Linked DNA regions of Callithrix jacchus: region 1 is linked to region 2. Evidence: chromatin contacts called from public Hi-C data. All regions are on one chromosome and are shown on one strand. The core of a region is the stretch at or near the end of the contact, and the rest is flanking DNA. Distances in the headings are between cores, read along the strand shown.

Region 1 (4,812 bases), core at 201-2,700, 430 kb before region 2:
CTAATGAAAAGGTATTTTTATATTGAAAGTTCAATCAGAGTATTATTTGGTCACAAAATTTTTATAATCCTTTCTAGTTTTTATCTGTTTCTCTTCATAATTCATGGATACTGTGCTTCTTTGTGTTCTCAAATTCCCCAGGTTCCTGTTATTTGTTCTCTTTCATTCTAGCAATGCAACACGCACCAGGTTGCTATTACCTCACCTTCTCACTTCTGGATCTTATTTCTGAATTACCTGTCCCCCTCATTTTCACCCCTTCTTTATGGGTTTCACCTTTCATGTGGGAGCTTCTGTTTTTCAGACCTCATTTTTAAAGATGGCACAAGAACACTTTAATAATCAGATACTTGAACCGTTGGTTTCATGTAAATATCTTTGCTCTTACAGATTTCAGGCTTTGCTTTGTAGGTATTGGAATAACAATATGAAAGAAAACCAGTTTTCCAAAGGTAGGAAGAATGTCCCTCTTTGAGTGACAGCTGCAGATAAATAATTAAGGTGCTTCTGGGGATGCCAATTAGAAGCAATTATCATTTGACCTGCCTTGGCTCTAAAATGCCTCGGTAATCTCCCTCTGTCACAGGAAAGTGGAGGTCTGGCTTCTGTGATTACGACACCGATCTCTTCCAGACTTGAGAACAAGCAGTCAAAGAAATGATGATGCCCTTTCCGATCCTTACATCTGTCACTCACTCTTGGGTTAGCCAAGTCACACAGTCAACCTGCAAAGCTCAACCCACTTAGTCTTGAAATCACAGGTTGCTCTAATTCCTCCAAAAATCAAGTCGTGATTTCGGTATCTCTAAAAATTAAAAATCAAATTGCTTTTATTTTCTCCTGATTTATTTCGAAAGTGCACCCAAATACGGTTTCAGTGGCTGGGGCACCGCCTGTCGCCAGGACTTTGAGGTTCGCGCGTCCAACTCTGACAGCCAGGACCCTCCCTCGCCAACTCCGGCGCTCTGCTTTTCAGTGCCATCTCCCATCCAGGCCACTCCACCCCTACGGTGAAAATCCACATCCCTTGCCCCATCCCAACTCACTCTCTGAGCGCCCACCACTCAAACTTTATCGGGCAAAACTTTCCTTCTCCGCCCAGGTGCTGCTCAGAGTAGCCTCGGGATTTCCAGGGGGCCACGCGTGCACAGTTTCCCGACGCCCCCGAGCTCTGTGGCCGCTCCCGCCGAGCCCGCGCTCACCCCGAGTAATTGTTCTCGCTCCCAACGTCGATGGTCTCGTCCATGTCGCTCTCCGAGGTCGTCTCGTCGCAGGGGCGCTTCATCCCGGCGAAGACTGCGCGGGGCGCAGCCCAGCCGGAAGCTCAAACGCCGAGCAAGGCGCAACACCCTCGCGCCCGCCTCCTCCCTCCCCCGGCCTGGGCAGGCGCGTCTCCGGCGGCGGCGGGGTCGGCTCCTAGCAGCTCTTTCCCACGCCGCAACTCTGCTCTGCCGCAAGAGCCGGCGCCGGCCACGCCCCTCGCGCGGGTGGGGCCACCTCCCCCGCCCCCGCGCTCCAGCCCCGGCCGCCCGCCCGGCACCGCCCCCTCACTGGTCGGCGTGGCCCGCGATTGGCTGGGCCACGGGGCGGGGCTGCGCTCGCCCAGGCCCGCCGCGAGGCTCGGGCTGAGGCGTGGGAACTCGGCCGCGGACCTGGGACCCCGGCGCTGCGCGAGGGCGGGAGCGGCCGGGGAGAGCGTGAGCGCGGTCTTGCTAACGCCTGCTGGGGTAGCGCGCGAGCGCCAACGCGGGCGCTGCGGGGGCGGGCCGGTGAGGGGCGGGTCCTGGACCTCGGGTTGCAGCCCTCCTCCGCGCCCCGCGGTGTTGCGGGCGAAGTTTCAGCCTGAGTGTAAAGAATAACCCCGAGCGCGTGGCTGAGTGTGAGCGGGCGCGTGTGACGTCGGGAGGCGCCGCGGCTCCTCCGGCCGCCCCACTCGGTGGTCCAGTCTGGACCGAAACTGCTGACTGGCTGACCCAAGCGGTCACATTTGCCCTCTGGGGCTTTTGAAAACTTTAAATCAAAATTGCTTTTCCGTCTGACAACTCCCGAGGCTACTTCCGCGGCCTCCGGGCTGTTTCTTGTGAGGTCGCGAGTTTTTCCGATCAGGTCGGTCCGCCACGCTGTGATTTCTAGTTTGCGATCCATCAGTTACTTCCATTGGGTCTTCGGCCCCCAGGGACTGTGGATCCTAGACCCCGAGGAGTCCGTTGGACTGGAGCTGTGTCAGCTCTGATGGTAGGAAGGACTAGAGCAATGACGCGGGTGTTTCAGGACATAATCGTAGTAGATTTTCCAGTTCGAGTTTTTCGGGCGTGGATTATCCAGAAAATTGCCTCGATTCTCCTTCGAGTGCCCCTGGTGGGTGTACTCGCAGCCGCAGAGTTAAGAATCTGGGAAGTGAGGATTGGCCCTTGGACATTAAATTTGGTTTCTAAAGTTTGAATTCGTGTCCAGCAGTTCGTGCCTCGGACAACGTGCGTTGTGTAAAACTCGAGCTGTGCGTTCAAAACATGTTTTCCGGCTGCAGGTTCTCTCCACGTTCTGTAGGACTTTTGAACCCGCCACCTGGCTGTGAAGCTGCGGGGGAAGGCATTGAGCGAGACCCAACCGGGGACGCCGGGGTCCGCTCGCCCGCTCCGGCGCGGCGGTGCCGGGGGACGGGCGGCGGCTTCACACGTTAGCGGGGCCGCTTGGTCCGCAGTGAAGAGACAGCCTCTGAGAAAGGGCGTCTATCGATCCCCACAACCCTCTGTCACGGGGATTAATACTTTCCTGGGGATCGGCCCAGGGCGTCCCTTTGACACTCCGTTCTCTGTCCACAGAAGCCCTGAGTGGGGCGGGGAGAAGAGGAAAGGACGTTACTGGAAAAGACAGGACCCTGGCAGGGTTTGGACCAGGGGAGAGTGGAGGACCTGCGGCCAGAGTGCTAGGCCCTTATTGGAACACAACCCCCCCTTCCCCACACACTCAAATCTCTTTTGCGCGATCCCCACCGCCATGCCTTCAATAACCGTGTGAATCGTTACATCCCGGCTTCTGAAACTTAACCCTGGGCAAAGCACACACTCCGCGGGACCGGGTGGGGCTAGATGGGGTTCGCGCCCAGCGGCGGGGCCGCGGGGCTCGGTGAACCCCAGCTCTCCTGTCGGCCTCAGGGCAGGAACTGGGTCGGCGCGGGGTTCAGGGCCTTAGGTCGGCTGCACTAGGGCGGCCTGAGCACGCTGCGCGGAGCAGAGCGGGCCAGCACCCCGACGCAGTCCACGCTCCGACCCCGCAATCCAGCGGTGACGAGCCTGACGCGCGCCGGTCGCCTACCACGTCCCTGCCCAGCCGCAGTGGGCCAGTACGTCCCGGCCACTGGTGAACGCGCCTCTGGCGAGCTCGACGGTCACAACTTACCGTGAGAGCTGCGCGTTTTTCTGAATGCAAATGCCTACAGGTGCAATTAATGTTTGCCACACGAGCAATTAGTGGGCGCGTCCAAACGCCCGAGGCAAAACCTGAGATCATCACTGAAAAAAAAAAAAATCTAACGGTTCTTTGCCACTATACTAGTGTATTTAATTAAAATGATTGCGAAAAATTTTAAAGAGGGAAACGATTTGCTGGCAATTAAGTAGCAACTGGTTAAAGTTTTTCCATATTTGTCTTTGAAGACTTAACTGCTGTAGTATGTATAAAGAAGAATATAGCAGGGACGTTTGAAAGCACTTACGGAATTTTATATCTGTTAAACATTTTTTTAAGCAAAGAAGATCATATTTTAAAAGCATTTAAAACCGTGCCTGGCATATAGTAAGCGCCATAGAAATCTTGCATAGGGCAAGAGAGCTCAGGATTTTTGAACGCTATCAAAAGAATATGCTTATTTATCTGAAAAACACAATAGCAATTAGGCAGCACGAGATTTCTCCATTAGGTCGTTTATTCCCTTCGACTATTTATCCATGTGCCTGTCCCCTGCTTGAGCGCCCGATCTGTCTGTAACCGAAAGTGCGTTTCGGGTCAGAGACCGAAACAGACAGAGGAAACTCTTTAAAGCGCCACCTCCGACTTAAATACCGTAGTGGATTGGAGGTGGGGAGTGGGGTGGGGAGGTGTAGGGGTGGCATGTGCGGAGCGAAAGAAAAGAGAAAGAATAAGGGAACGGCGGGATTTCCAGCCTCCCCGCCCCTCTGCGACAACCTTTTCAGCGAAAGTGAAGTCGTAGGAAGAAAAGATGTCCGCGCGCAGAGCAAACCTCAGTTCTTTCCTTTTTTTCTTTTTGAAAGATTTGTACCATGAGTTAATTACACCAAAAGATACGAGGGACTTTATTAGAAAGGAGATCCCATTAGGAAAGAAAGCCCAGGACGGCAGATCTAAAGGGAATGGAAAAGGGAAGACTCAGACGCCTTCCCGTAATTGGTCCCCTAGCCTGTGTTTTGAGCTAAATGTTATTTAACTTAATGGTGTGGGAGTGAGATGTTGAATGCCGAGATCTGGAAATACCAGATTCAGTGGTCCTGTTCCTCCTCCCCAATTCTTTTCACACCCATTTAATAAAAAGTTACAGTTTTTACACCTATATTGACACATTTGGTGATGTTGGCCAAGTATTATCTTGTCCCACAAATTTCGAGTTTTGTTGCTATAATTCTAACACTTTTTTGGAACGAACTGGGATTTTTAAAATTATTATTATTCTTGATCTACTTTTTGCTTCATTAGAGCCCTCTGGTTTTTCAAAACCGACTGTCACACTTTGTTATTTCTTACTTCTCTAAATCCTTTGAGATGCTGCTTGCAGCTGCCTAAAAAACGTTGGCCACT
Region 2 (5,098 bases), core at 1,015-3,514:
CACCCTCATCTTCCATATTCTCCTGGATCTTTTTGTTCATTTGCTTTTGTATTACTCCAGTGGATCTGACTGACTTTGCCTCTGATTCTTTTTCCTTCTTTTTAACCCTTGATTCTTCCATTTTTAAAAAATTTGTAATGTTTTAGAGACATATTCTGTTTCCCAAGCTGGAGTGATCATAAACCACTGCAGTTTCAAACTCCTGGGCTCAAGTGATCCTCCCATCTAAGCCTCCTGAGTAGCTGGGATAAAGGCACAAACCACCACACCTGGCTTGATCTTTATTTAGCACCACTTACCATCATAAAAATGGCTTCCAGCTCATTTTCCTAACCATGTTTAATACAAGCCCCAATGTCCTTGGCATTTATTTGGTTCTTAGTCATATTTAATGTTTTGCTGAACCAGTCTTCAAAAAAACTATTTCATGCCTTCTTTCTCCATATATTAATCCACTCTCGCATTGCTATAAAGAACTATCTGAGACTAGGTAATTTATAAATAAAAGAGATTTCATTGGCTGTACAGGAAGCACGGCTGCAGAAACTTAAAATCATGGTGAAAGGTAAAAGGGAAGCAGGCATTGTCTTCACATGGCGGAGCGGAAGAGAAAGAGAGCAAAGTGGGGAAGTGCTACACCCTATTAAACAACCAGATCACTAGAGAACTCACTCACTATCACAAGAACAGCAAGGGGAAAGTCAGCCACCATAATCCACTCACCTCCCACCAGGCCCTTCCTCCAACTTTGAGGATTACATTTGACGTGATATTTGTGGGGTCACAGAGCCGAACCATATCACTCCTTAAACCTCAAATGCCTCCTCCTCTATTCACAAATATTCTAGCCTCCTTTCTTCCCAGAGGCCTCCACAGGACCCCTTTGACGTTAGATGTGGCAGTGTTACTTATTTTGCCAATGATATGTAGACAAAAGGTCATATATCACTTCCAGAGACAGGCTTTAAGAACCAGAGTGCCACTTTTCTTTTTCCCAATTTTGGCAAAAGAGGGGCAAAGAAAGCCTCCCAACTCCCTGAGTGAAGTTGGAGCAAGCAGCATCCTCTAACTGATCTGCAACAGACACTTAGCATGAGAGAGAAATAAACCTTTGATGTGTTAAACTGCTGAGATACAGGAAATAAGGCGGTTACTTATTACTATAACATCCCAGCCTCTACTTTGCTTCCTAATTTGGTGAGAAAATAGAAGCAATCAAAAAAGAACTTCTACAACCTCCCATAACCACATCTGTGACTGATTATTAGTCACCATTTATTCTGTCCTCCTCTGACAGCTAAATGAAGTCTCCATATTCCTATCTAAAGCCAATGTTTTATCTTGTACACTAGATAGGAACTATTTTTCCTTACTCAAGGCTGACATTCAAATATTTCTCTCCTTTGTCTCTTATATAGTCAATGCTTCCCTTTCTACTAGATCACCTCCATCGGTAAATAAACATACACAGTATCTCCTGTTTTTAAACAATCTCTCCACTAGTTAACATCACCCAATCCCATCTCCAATGTGTCGAAATACTTGCTCCTATTTTCTTGAAAATTATCTTACTAGGTTCTGCTTGCCCACTACACTGAAAACCGCTTTTGTCAGAGTCACCCATAATATAAAATTTACTAAGTCTGGAAGTCAAATCTTGGTCCTTATCTGACGTCAAATAGACTTGGTTGACCATATTCCTTCCTTTTTGAATTTTTTTTTTCTACATGGCTTCCAAGACACACTTATCTCTTAATCCTCTTCCTGCCTCACTAGCTGCTCCCTCTCCATCTCCCAAAGTCTAAATGTTGGGGTTGAGCCCTTGGATGTCTTTTCTTCTTCATTCACACTCTCTTGCCTGGTGACCTCATCTAGTTTCATGGTTTTACACTGTCAACTGAAGAATAATGAGGTTCATAAATTTAGAAAGGAAGTGTCCAGTATGTGCCAAGCAAAGTGTCCACCGCTGGTGGAGCAATGCCTAACCAGCAGTCACCAAGGCCAGGAAGGTGAAGATTGGACAGAAGGGCCTGAGAAAACCGTGAGAAAGTGAAGGAGGGGGAGAAGGAACCAGAGGAAAAAGAGGGGGGGAGAGGAAGGGGGAAGAGGGGAAAGCGGAAGTAGGGGAGGAGAAAGAGGAAGAGGAGGGAGTTGGAAAGGGGAGAAGGAAGAGGGTCAGAAGGAAGAAGAAGGGGAGGAGAAAGGGGAAGAAGGGGAAGAAGAGCGGGAAGGAAAACAAGGGGGAGGAGAAGGGAGGGGAGGAGCTTCGCCACGGCCTGCTCTTCCCAGCCGGGATCCGTGGCCGTATGGCTTCGGTCTCCTCTGCGGGCTTCTCAGGCCACGGGGCTCGTTCACTGCTGCAGTTCCTGCGGCTGATGGGGCAGCTCAAGGTGAGCGGGCAGCGGGCCGGGAGGCCGCGGCCGAGCAGGCGGGACAGTGAGGCGGCGCAGCTTCCGGCTCCCAGCTCGGCCCGCGGCCTTTCCCAGTTCCGCGCCGTCCCGCCATGCCGAATTTGGGAAAGGCGCCGGCCTTGCGGAGGCGTCTGGGACGCCCATACTGGACGGTGGGCGGAGGAAGAAGCCGGAGGGGAGGCAGGGCGGGGATGGGGCCGCGCGGAGTTTGAGCCCAGACCCCGGAGCCGCTAGGGCCGCCACGCAGCCCGGCTGGTTCCCGGAGAGCAGCTGGCCTGGGCCGGCCTGTGCTGAGCGCTTGCGTGCGTGTGCGTGTGCGTGTGCGTGTGCGTGTGCGTGTGTGTGCGTGTAGAGCATGGCTGCTTCTGAGCACCAGTCGGAAGAACAGATTTTAAGTCGAGTGCTTTACCTCTGTTTCACAGTTACATCCCAAAACAAGACTTTTCTCCCCCCGCCAACTCCCCAAACAGGATTTAACATAACACACTGGAGTTTCATCATGTGTGTCTTCCACGTCTCTCTCCCAAGTTCAAAGCAAATTATCTGTTTCATGCCACTCTACTATTTATAACATTCTTTAGAGATGTAGAATTCTGAGGAAGAAATGCAGCTTCACAAGATCAAGTTATGATGTGAATAAAAGGAAGAGTCACAACTGTTGGTAGCATCAAGCAATGAGAAGGAGTCGTGACTCAACACGTAATGAGAAGTGCCTTTATACCTTGTGCATCAGAATTTGGAATTGTATCACTCGTTCAAGTTCGAGCCTTTAACACAGTGTTTTCTGCTTGTATAGGATTGTTTGAAGGCAAAAAGCTGCAACTCCTGTAGTTAGGAATAATGCAGTTTTGTTTTGTTTAAAGGACTTACATGTGTTCCATAATTATACACCAGTAACAGTAATTTGATGAATGGACTTTGTGACTTACCTCGCTCTGTCTTCTCCTTCTTTTATTCTGAGTTCTCTAGTTTATTTGATTCCAGAGATCTATCATTTTAGTTTAGTAAAACATTTTGTAATAGGTTCTGAAGCTATGACTCGGCCTCTGTGTGTTATATCCTGGACATCTCTTGAAGAGCATAACCGATAGTTAACATTGGTTTCTTAAACCTTCTTTTTCTTTTTCGTATTTATCAGAGAGTCCCACGGACTGGCTGGGTATACAGAAATGTCCAGAGGCCAGAGAGCGTGTCAGATCACATGTACCGGATGGCAATTATGGCTATGGTGATCAAAGATGACCGTCTTAACAAAGACCGGTAAGCTGAGCTGGATTTTGATGCTCATGAGGGATTCTGGTCTATGGGTGTACACCCATTTTTACCACTGAGGCCCGTGTCAAATCCTTGTAGGTTAGTTTATAGGTCAAGAAAAATGAATTTGAAGCAAACCATACAAATTTAGGATGTGGGAAGAGGAGCTCATTGTTGATTGCCTCAGTTGTAAACTGCAATCTGGGTTTTCTGTTGGCAAGTGATAGAGCCTGCCTTGGGTATCAGAGGAAACTTGAGAGTGATACTGGGGCCTTGAAGGTGAGTGTGTTATGTCTAAAATTCTAGCATTGTATTAGTACACTATGTGCTCTTTTCTAGTGCCTTTTGTGGATAGTAGAATCCATTCTTGAGATTTCTTTCTGGAGTTGTATGTGTAAGATATAGCTGAGAAAGAGGTATCCTCTCCCCCTTCAATCAACAAGTGTTAAAATGCTTTTTGAGCATAGAACAAAAGTTTACTAGCATATTAGAGAGTAAGGTGAATTACACAGGCCCAAAGTACCTTCTATATGAAGTGAAACATAAAGTATGATGGAAACAGTAAGTACAAAGAGTAGGGGAGATCACCTGTTCTTGGTTCATCTTAATGGAGGAGGTGCAATCTGAGTTGAGCTCTAAAGAGTTAATATAGGCAGAGAGGTAGAAGGCACTGCAAGCAGAGAGAAGGGCAGATAAAGCAAAGCCCTGAGTATAGGAAAGTAAAGGAGTATTTTTCAAATGAGAAATAAATCAACTTGACTGCAGCAAATGGTTCACTGGGGAAAACTCAGGAGTCCTGTTACTCAGCGTGTGGTATGAAACTGAGGAGGTTTTTGGCAAATAGTACAGGATGAAAGTGAAGTCCAATAGAGGTGCAGTTTGGAGTAGTTTGGGATTCGAACTGGACCAGAAAGAGACTAGAGGCAGGGAAATTTCAGAGGACACTGTTGGGCCTTGTACTGCTTTGGTAGTTTTAGAGCCCAAAGGAGACTGTCCATATGGGGCATTTCTCTCATTACTTAACTTCCTGTTTTGATAATGACTATCACAACCAGTATTGATTAATCACTAATAATCATAACCACTTACTGAATGATTCACGTGTCAGGAACATGAAAGTTGTCAAATATGATTTTTTTTTTGAAACAGAGCCTTGCTCTGTTACTCAGGCTAGAGTACAGTGGTGTCATGTTGGCCCACTGCTACCTCCACCTCCCAAGTTCAAGTGATTTTCCTGCCTCAGTCAGCCTCCTGAGTAGCTGGGATTACAGGTGTGTGCCACCACACCTGGCTAATTTTTATATTTTTAGTAGAGGTGGGGTTTCACCACATTAGCCAGGCTGGTCTCAAACTCCTGACTTCAGGTGATCTGCCCAACCCAGCCTCCCAAAGTGCAGGTATTACAGGCGTGAGCCACTGCACCCAGCCTAGTT

The links. Hi-C and Micro-C count contacts between places; a contact is called where the count stands out from the background.
Region 1: a contact with region 2 is called in a Hi-C map of skeletal muscle, with 2.6 times the contacts expected there. The contact joins the promoter of HEY2 here to the promoter of HDDC2 in region 2. A contact is called at or near these places in 3 of 3 Hi-C or Micro-C datasets (induced pluripotent stem cells and skeletal muscle).

Annotation. Positions count from the first base shown.
Region 1 is chr4:132,329,480-132,334,291 of calJac240_pri, reverse strand. It overlaps HEY2 (hes related family bHLH transcription factor with YRPW motif 2), which reads right to left and starts at 1,450. Exons shown (of 5, transcript XM_008994992.4): 1 at 1,047-1,450.
Region 2 is chr4:131,898,211-131,903,308 of calJac240_pri, reverse strand. HDDC2 (HD domain containing 2) reads left to right here and starts at 2,264. Exons shown (of 7, transcript XR_013534909.1): 1 at 2,264-2,390; 2 at 3,550-3,671.